Linked DNA regions of Sus scrofa: region 2 is linked to region 1. The links are chromatin contacts, called in public HiChIP or PLAC-seq maps. All regions are on one chromosome and are shown on one strand. The core of a region is the stretch at or near the end of the contact, and the rest is flanking DNA. Distances in the headings are between cores, read along the strand shown. Region 1 overlaps RAB31 (ras-related protein Rab-31). Region 2 overlaps PPP4R1 (serine/threonine-protein phosphatase 4 regulatory subunit 1).

Region 1 (4,094 bases), core at 1,289-3,788:
TATTGCTACACCTGCAATTTGGAAAACAGTGGCATTGTAAGTGCAGGGCATGACCCCATGATTCTCTTTATACGTCAGGGAAGAGGGATTGGGTTTGGGGTGGTAATTTCTGGTGAGTCTGGGTTTTTGGCCTCATGGTCGTCCCATCACTCCCACCCTCGAAAGCCTTGTTTGTCACCCCTGGATGACCTTGCCCACTGTCCCTCTGCGCAGTCTTGCGTGTCTCTCCAGTGACGGCAATTTTTCAGTCGTTTTGGCAGCTTTTTGCTGGACTTAATTGTGCTTTTAATGATGTTGCCTAATGTTTGAGCTAAAAATAAATTCCCCGCCATTGCTGGTGTGGGCTGCCACTTATTCTTTCATTAATGTTGGAGTCCAGCGGGTTTTATTATCCCTCCTTATCTTTGTAGAAATCTGCCGCTATTCTCCTTAGTTTTCACAGTGCTGAACAAGCAAAATCTCTTTGGATTTATGATTTGACGCAATGCAGACAGATGTCAAGGAGGGAGGGTGTGCAGCTCAGCGCTCTGCTGTGTTCATCCCCAGCATGGGACCATGTCTGTGTCTGCCTGGCACATACCGCCCTCCTGGTGATGCCCACTTACTGCTGGTACAATCCTGTGGCACAGATTCATACTCCTACAAGATTCTTTTTCCCTCTGAGCACCCAAGATGTAAAAGGAGCCTGGTTGTCCTTGCTGTCCTGGTATAAGAGTGCATTCACTCCTGACATGATGTCTTAATTTTGCTTTGAGTTCAGCCATAGATGCTGGGCATCCTCTGACCCTTTCAATGGCAAGTGGCAATCCAGTGAGTGATTCTGTAAGAGAAACAGTTTGAAAAACATAACCATTTTCAGTTGTTGGTTTTTGGTTTTTTTTTTTGTTTTGTTTTGTTTTGTTTTTTTTTTTTTTGATGCCCCAAGGTATATGGAGTTCTCGGGCCAGGGATCAGATCTGAGCCACACTTGCAACCTCAGTCTCGGCAACTCCAGATCTTTAACCCACTGTGCTGGTCCTGGGATTGAACCTCTGTCCCAGCACTCCCAGGTTGCCACTGATCCCATTACTCCACAGTGGGAACTCCTCCAGTTGATTGTTGAATCCAGAGTTAAAAGCTTACCATTTTCAAGCCTTGCGCCATTGTTCTGCAGCTCCCAGAAGGCTTTGGAGAGGGAAGGAGCCCACGTTGGAGGTTGGAGCTGGTGCAGGCTCTGTAGGTTTCTGTCCTGCCCTCTTTGCAGGGGTTGTCCTGCTGGTTTCCGCTCAGGTTGAGCTTCAGAGGGGCCGAAGTCAATTAGCAGGACCTCTGGAAGGATGTTCTCAGGAGCCGCAGCTCGGATGGGGCCCGGGAGAGAGGATGGAATTTATCCGCCTGCTCTGTCCTCCCATCCCCCATCATCAGGATTTGGGGGGCGCGGGGGTGGTGGGGAATGAGACTTCAGTCCCAAGGTGTCAACACATCATCCTTCCCTGAGTTTTGATTCCTCCTTTGTTTTTTTTTTTACTTAAACCAGGGACCAGAATATCCTCATTGCTATTAAATATCACAGTGTGAGATGTGGCCTACACTTTCTAGATGTATGCCTGCCTTAGCACACAGTTTCAGGGAGTTCCCTGGTGGTGCAGTGGGTTAAGGATTGGCATTGTCACTGCCATGGCACAGGTTTGATCCCTGGCCCAGGAACTTCCGTATGCTATGGGTGAGGCCAAAAACAGTCAGCATCAGAGTTCCCTTTGTGGCTCAGAGTGAACAAACCCAAATACTATCCATGAGGGTGCAGATTCGGTCCCTGGCCTCACTCAGTGGATCAAGGATCTGACATTGCCTTGAGCTGTGGTATAGGTCACAGATGTGGCTCGGATCCAGTGTTGCTGTGGCTGTGGTGTAGGCCGGCAGTTGCATCTCTGATTCGACCCCTAGCCTGGAAACTTCCATATGCTATGGGTGTGGCTTTAAAAAGCAAAAAACAAACAAACAAAATAGCATCTTGGAAAAATCTTAGGCTTCCTTCTCTTGGTCTGATGCATCAGAGCAGCATTATTTTAATAACTTAACATGGAAAAACATTAATGTCATTTTATTCTTTTGTTTCATTTGGTGGAAATCAGTGTTAGAGCTGTCTGTCTTTCCCAGTGGACTGCCTGAGTCATAACAGTTGCATTTGTACAATTTTGGTTTCAAGTGAACCACAGTCACCAAATCCACAAAGATAAATTGATGGTTCCATTATTAGCATTAAAAACTCTCCACTGCTCTACAGACACATCTGAAATTGGATGGATTGGCTCCTGAAATCAAGCTCATTGTTCTATGTTTTTTAAAGATGACATTGGAGAACACATATACATACTAAAAAATAGCCTCTCCCTAGATCCCCAGCCCTAGGCTAATTTCACTGTATAGATTTGTCCAATCTGGACATTCAGTGTAAACGGAACCATGCAGTCGGTGGTTTTGTTCCTGGCTTCTTTCACAAGCACTGTGTCATCAAGGCTCATCTGAGAAGCTGTGTCAGAGTTTCCTTCCTCTTGAGGCTGGTTTATATCCCATTGTGTGGATGACTGCATTTGTTTATCCATTCATCTGTCCATGGATGAGTTGTTTCCACTTTTTGGTTTTGATGAGTCATGGTGCTGTGAACACTTATGTACAAGTTTCTGTGCGGATGCACTTTTTTCCGTCTCGGGTGTGTATCTAGGGGTGAAACTTGTGGGTCAGATGGTGGCTCTGAGTTTAGCATTTTGAGGACCTGCCAAGCTGTTTGCCAAAGTGGCCGCACCATTTCACATTCCTGCCCGCCAGGGACAAGGGTCTAGTTTCTCCACATTTTCGCCAACATTGTCTTTGCCTAACTCAGGGTCACATAGACCTACTCGTGTATGTTCTTCTAAGAGTTTTCTGGCTTTAGTTCATTTAGTTCTATGATCCGTGTGTGGTTATTTCCTGTGTATCTTGGTAAGAAAGGAATTCAACTTCTTTCTTTGTACGTCAGTATCATACAAAATCAGTTGTCCCAACACAGCTGAAAAGACTATTCTTTGCCCAATTAGATGTTGTGGCACCTTCATTGAAGATCAGTTGGCCACACATGTGAGGGTTTAATTTCAGACTCTTGGCCCTGTTCCTTTGTTCTAAAATTTTCCCTGATGCCAGCACCACGTTGCCGTGATTACTGTGGCTTTGCAGTGAGCTTTGAAATAGGAAGCGTGAGTCTTCCCACCTTTTCTTTTTCAAGATTGTTTTGGCTGCTCTGAGTCCCACGCATTTCCCCATGAATGTTAGGGCTGGCTTGTAAATGTTTACCAAAAAAAATCCAGCTAGGATTTCAATAGGGATTGTTTCAAATCTATAGTGAATTGAAGGTTACCTACACCTTAAACCTTCAAATTAAAAGTGACAAGTGAATTTCACACTGTCTTTCAGAGATTACTTGTGATTTGGAAATGCCACCTTGACCTCAGAGTGATCAAAAAGAAAATATTGAATAAAGTATTAAATCTTTTACATGTTTATATGTGGCCCCTGTAATAAATTCATAAAGAACCATAAACAAGTTTATATTGTGGAGTTAATACTTATAATTTACCAAACCAAACCACCGGTAGATTTGAAATTTAGAGTATTTGACTAAATTGTATGTTTGAAAAGAAGGAATCTAGGGGTTCCCATTGTGGTTCAGTAGGTTACAAACCCAAGTAGTGTCCATGAGGACTCAGGTTTGATCCCTGGCCTTACTCGGTGGGTTAAGGATGTGACGTTGCCATAAGCTTCGGCATAGGTCACAGATGTGGCTGGGACCTGGTGTTGCTGTGGCTGTGGTGTAGGCCAGCAGCTGCAGCTCTGATTCGACCCCTAGCCTGGGAACCTCCATTTGCTGCGGGTGCAGCCGTTCAAAAAAAAAAAAGAAAGAAGGAAGGAATATATCTTCAAAATAGTATTATTTGCAGCTGATTTAGTTTTATTTCAGCAATATTATCTAGCCTATGACCAGACTTTGTGCCGTGGTACTGCTGAAGATAATGAGATTCTGAAACCCATTGATTCAAGAGGCTTGTTATAGTCCTGTTCCTAGTGAGTGCACAGACTTATTT
Region 2 (4,218 bases), core at 529-3,028, 140 kb before region 1:
GCAGAAAAGTGTGATAAGGTAATCAACAAAAGTTTCCAGCATAAAAATATTTTAGGGTAAAATTTTGTGCAGGAGGTAGAAAGCCATCAAGAAGGAAAAAGAATGTCAAAGTCCCAGTTTAAAAAGTTTATTCTTGAATTTTTGAAAATGGATGATATTGTGAAGTGCTTAATATTTAGACTCCTTTTTTTTGGGGGGGGGGTCTTTTGTCCTTTTAGGGCCTCCCCTGCAACCTATGAAGGTTCCCAGGGGTCTAATCGGAGCTGTAGCTGCCAGCCTACGCCAGAGTCACAGCAATGCCAGATCCAAGCATGATCTGTGACCTACACCATAGCTCATGGCAATGCCAGATGCTTAACCCACTGAGCAAGGCCAGGGATTAAACCCGAAAACTCATGGTTCCTAGTCAGATTCATTTCCGCTGCACCACGATGGGAACTCCCTAGACTCCATTTTTTAAGCGATAAGAGAGTTTAATCTTTTTTTTTTGTTTGTTTATTTGTTTTAGTGCTGCATCCATGGCATGCGGACATTCTCAGGCTAGGGGCTGAATAAGAGCTGCAGCTGCTGGCCTACACCACAACCATGTCAGATCTGAGCCATGTCTGTGACCTGCACCACAGCTCACAGCAATGCCAGATTCTTAAGCCACTGGGTGAGGCCAGGGATTGAACCCACATCCTCATGGATACTTGTCAGGTTCTTAACCCACTGAGCTACAACAGGAATTCCAAGATAGTTTCATCTTGAAAATAACTTCAAACTTTAAAATGTATGACAGGGAGTTCCCCTCATGGCTCAGCAGTTAACGAATCCAACTAGGATCCATGAGGATGCAGGTTCGATCCCTGGCCTCGCTCAGTGGGTTAAGCATCTGGCGTTGCAGTGAGCTGTGGTGTAGGTCAAAGCCGAGGCTCAGATCCCGAGTTGCTGTGGCTGTGGTGTACGCCAGCAGCTATAGTTCTGATTCGACCCCTAGCCTGGGAGCTTCCATATGCCCTGGAAAGCAAAACAAAAAAAGTATGAGAGATAGTTTTTGAAATTACTTTAAGGGGTATCCCATAATCAAGTCTGAAAACCACTGCCCTCACCTTTCACCTGTCACATCTACTCTGGTCTCTCCTCATCCTAATCAGGTTTACAAATCTGAGCCACTTCAACCTTCCTAAAGCACCTCTCTCAGTACACCCCCTGCCCTTCCCCCTCCTCCCTGAACGAGGTGCAGCTCTCCCGCTAGTCCAAGTCCCCCCATGCCCACCCCCACCTCGTCCCTCCCCAGGTCAGGGCCCGAGCTGGGCTCCATCCCGCCAGGTGCCCCACTCAATCTGCGCCATGTCTGCCCCATTTATCCTCGCCCCAGTTTAAACTGACCTGCTGAGAAATACCATCCAGGAACTATCTCCTTCACTTTCAATTAAGATCCCTCCCTCCTCCTACCGATCCCCCAGACTTGGGGGCCTCCAGCAATAAATTTGCAGAGGACAAAGCTTGTCTTGCCCATCTCTGTATTACTTGAACAAACACACACAAAAGGAGGTCCAGGGCTCCTCCAGCAGAACGCCTGTCCACCAACCTTTGTTGAGGGCAGTGCACAGAGACTGCCAAGCAGACAAGGGTCTTTTAAAATGCTTCCTCCTCCCCTAACAATCGCATGACATTAGCATATCAATACTCTTGAGAAGTAAAACACCAAAGAGAACGGATTGATTTGTACAACCTAACTTTCACCACGCTTGATCAGAACTTCCTTCTATTCCTTACATGTCATCTAGAGAATCTTCTAAAACACGAAAAAGCTGACATTTGGTCCTCCAACTTCTTCCTCAGTAATGCCAAGGCCACAATAAACTTGCCCCCGCTTCCCTTTTTTTTCTTTTTTGGCCACCCCATGGCATATGGAGTTCCCAGGCCAGGGATCAGATCACAGCTGCAACCTATGCCAATGCTGGATATTTTATTTTATTAAAAAAAAATTTTTTTTTTTTTGGTCTTTTGTCTTTTTAAGCCTGTACCTGCAGCATGTGGAGGTTCCCAGGCTAGGGGTCTAATTGGAGCTGTTGCTGCAGGCCGGAGCCACAGCAATGCCAGATTCGAGCCTACACCACAGCTCACAGCAACACCGGATACTTAACCCACTGAGCAAGGCCAGGGATCGAACCTGCAACCAGTCAGATTCGTTTCCACTGCGCCACAATGGGAACTCCAGTGCTGGATCTTTTAATCCACTGTGCCCAGCGCAGCAGAGATGCTGCTGATCCTGCTGTGCCACAGTGGGAACTCCCCAATTTTTGTTTGTTTCCCAAGTCTTTTGTATCTTAGAAAATGAAAGATAATGAGACCATACCAATTTACTCATGTTTTAGAAGAGTTACCTTACCATGTGGGGCTTTAAATGATATTTTAACAAACCAACCAAAAGCGAGGAAAGGTGAGCTCCTTGTAAAGCAGAAAGCCAGTGAGGAAATGTAACTGATTGGGGTAAGAATCAACACACACTAATACTAAGGGGTAAATGTTGGGGAATGGGATAGTTCCCTTACTAACAAAAAATGGAAAAAAAGAACCTTTAAGTGCAGAAATCTGGCAAACATCACGCCTTAACCAGGCATTCCTGCATGCTCGCAGGAACACACACACAGAAAGCATAACCTGAATTAAATCATGAGGAAACACACAAAACCAAATTGACTCTTCAAAACTACCCGTATCATGAAGGATAAAGGCTGACAACTTGTTCCAAACTGAAGAGACATGACAACTAAAGGCAATGCAGGAGCTTCGATTGGCAAGATAGTTGCTATCAAGGACATTATTGGAAAACTGGCGAAATTTTGAAAATGAAGGACATACTACATAACTGATTTGTATCGATGTTACATTTTCTGTCTATAATTGTATAGAGATAAATAGAGCAAACTGGCAAAAAATTAACAATGTTGAATGTGAGGTGAAGAGTTTTGGGAATTAATTATAACAGCAGTGCAAATTTTGTGTAAGAATGAAAGTTTTCAAATAAGTTTAATTTAAAAATAAATTATTTCATTGTTTAACTGCAAGTTAGAGTCATGGCCAGAAAAATCAAGATTTGTCCCAGCAAGTATATACGAACTGGGCTCCCATCTATGGGTAAAGAATAAAAACATTTCGGATCTTGGACTTACAGTATAGTGCAGGGTCAGCAAACTGTGTTTCACCAGTAGGTAAAACTGCCCCCTCCAAGTCTGTTTTCGTAAATAAAGTGTTATTGGAAGACAGCTATGCACTCTCATTTCTGTACCATCTACAGCTGCTTTCATCTGTGGCCCACAAAATCTAACATGTTTACTATCTGCCCTTTTACAGAAACTTTCAACCCCTGGTCTAGTGATGTAGCAGAAACACAGTAAGTCATTGCTTGGGGGAAAAATTAATAGAAAAATATAAATAACAATTGTGAAGAACCATATAATGTTATAAATATATATATATGTATGTATATCCTCAAGTAACAGATATGTCAAGTTTTAATTTGTACTTTGTGACAATATAATGCTTATCAGAAATCTTTTTAGGGCCGCACCTGCAGCCTATCGAAGTTCCCAGGCTAGGGGTCAAATCAGAGCTGCAGGGCCGGCCTACACCACAGCCACACCACGTCAGATCTGAACCGCATCTGCAACCTATACCACAACAACACCAGATGCCTAACCCAGTGAGCAAGGCCGGGGATTGAACAGCATCCTCCCAGAGGCTATGTCAGGTCCTTAACCCACTGAGCCACAACGAGAACTCCTCTTATCAGAAATCTTTTCTTTTCTTCAAATAGAAATATTAAAAGTTTACAAAATTCTTAGAAATTTTCACTAAGAAGTATATTATCCTACAGTATATTCAATTTCATAGTTGAATTTAGCAGGAATAATCTGCTAAAGTTTACTCTCTATGAATATTTCAAAAAACATTTCCCTAAAGTATATATGCTCATAAAAGAGGCAGGGGTGTGTTTACCTACTTTCAAATCAGGTCCCAAGACCTTGTTTTCTGAACAGCCTCTGGGGGTCAGAGGTCCCTCTCAGAGTGCCTTCCCTGGGTCTCCCACACATTAACGATGTGGTGTCTGTTCCTCCAGTGGGCACTTTCCCGGTGGTCCGAGAAACCCAATTACTGTGGTCAGTAATCCTTTTTCCTATAGGTAATCCAAACATAAAATCTGAGCTAATACAGGTCCAATCCCCAACA

What was found. HiChIP or PLAC-seq counts read pairs in DNA pulled down with a chosen protein or histone mark.
Region 2: an H3K27ac HiChIP or PLAC-seq map of alveolar macrophages shows a contact between it and region 1. The contact joins two enhancer-like sites. A contact is called at or near these places in 1 of 47 Hi-C or Micro-C datasets (embryonic fibroblasts) and 2 of 2 datasets of contacts at active chromatin or transcription factors (alveolar macrophages and skeletal muscle).

What each region holds. Positions count from the first base shown.
Region 1 is chr6:98,333,330-98,337,423 of Sscrofa11.1, reverse strand. All of the region lies in intron 3 of RAB31 (ras-related protein Rab-31), which reads left to right. Among named protein-coding and RNA genes, the nearest start is that of RAB31, 50 kb to the left of the region's middle. Within about 2 kb of position 2,538, at least 12 of the 83 cell types and tissues checked have an H3K27ac peak or open chromatin away from gene starts, as enhancers often do. A contact at or near this core is called in alveolar macrophages, where this site is marked.
Region 2 is chr6:98,471,256-98,475,473 of Sscrofa11.1, reverse strand. The region is part of intron 2 of PPP4R1 (serine/threonine-protein phosphatase 4 regulatory subunit 1); the gene reads right to left. Among named protein-coding and RNA genes, the nearest start is that of PPP4R1, 11 kb to the right of the region's middle. Within about 2 kb of position 1,778, at least 4 of the 83 cell types and tissues checked have an H3K27ac peak or open chromatin away from gene starts, as enhancers often do. A contact at or near this core is called in alveolar macrophages, where this site is marked.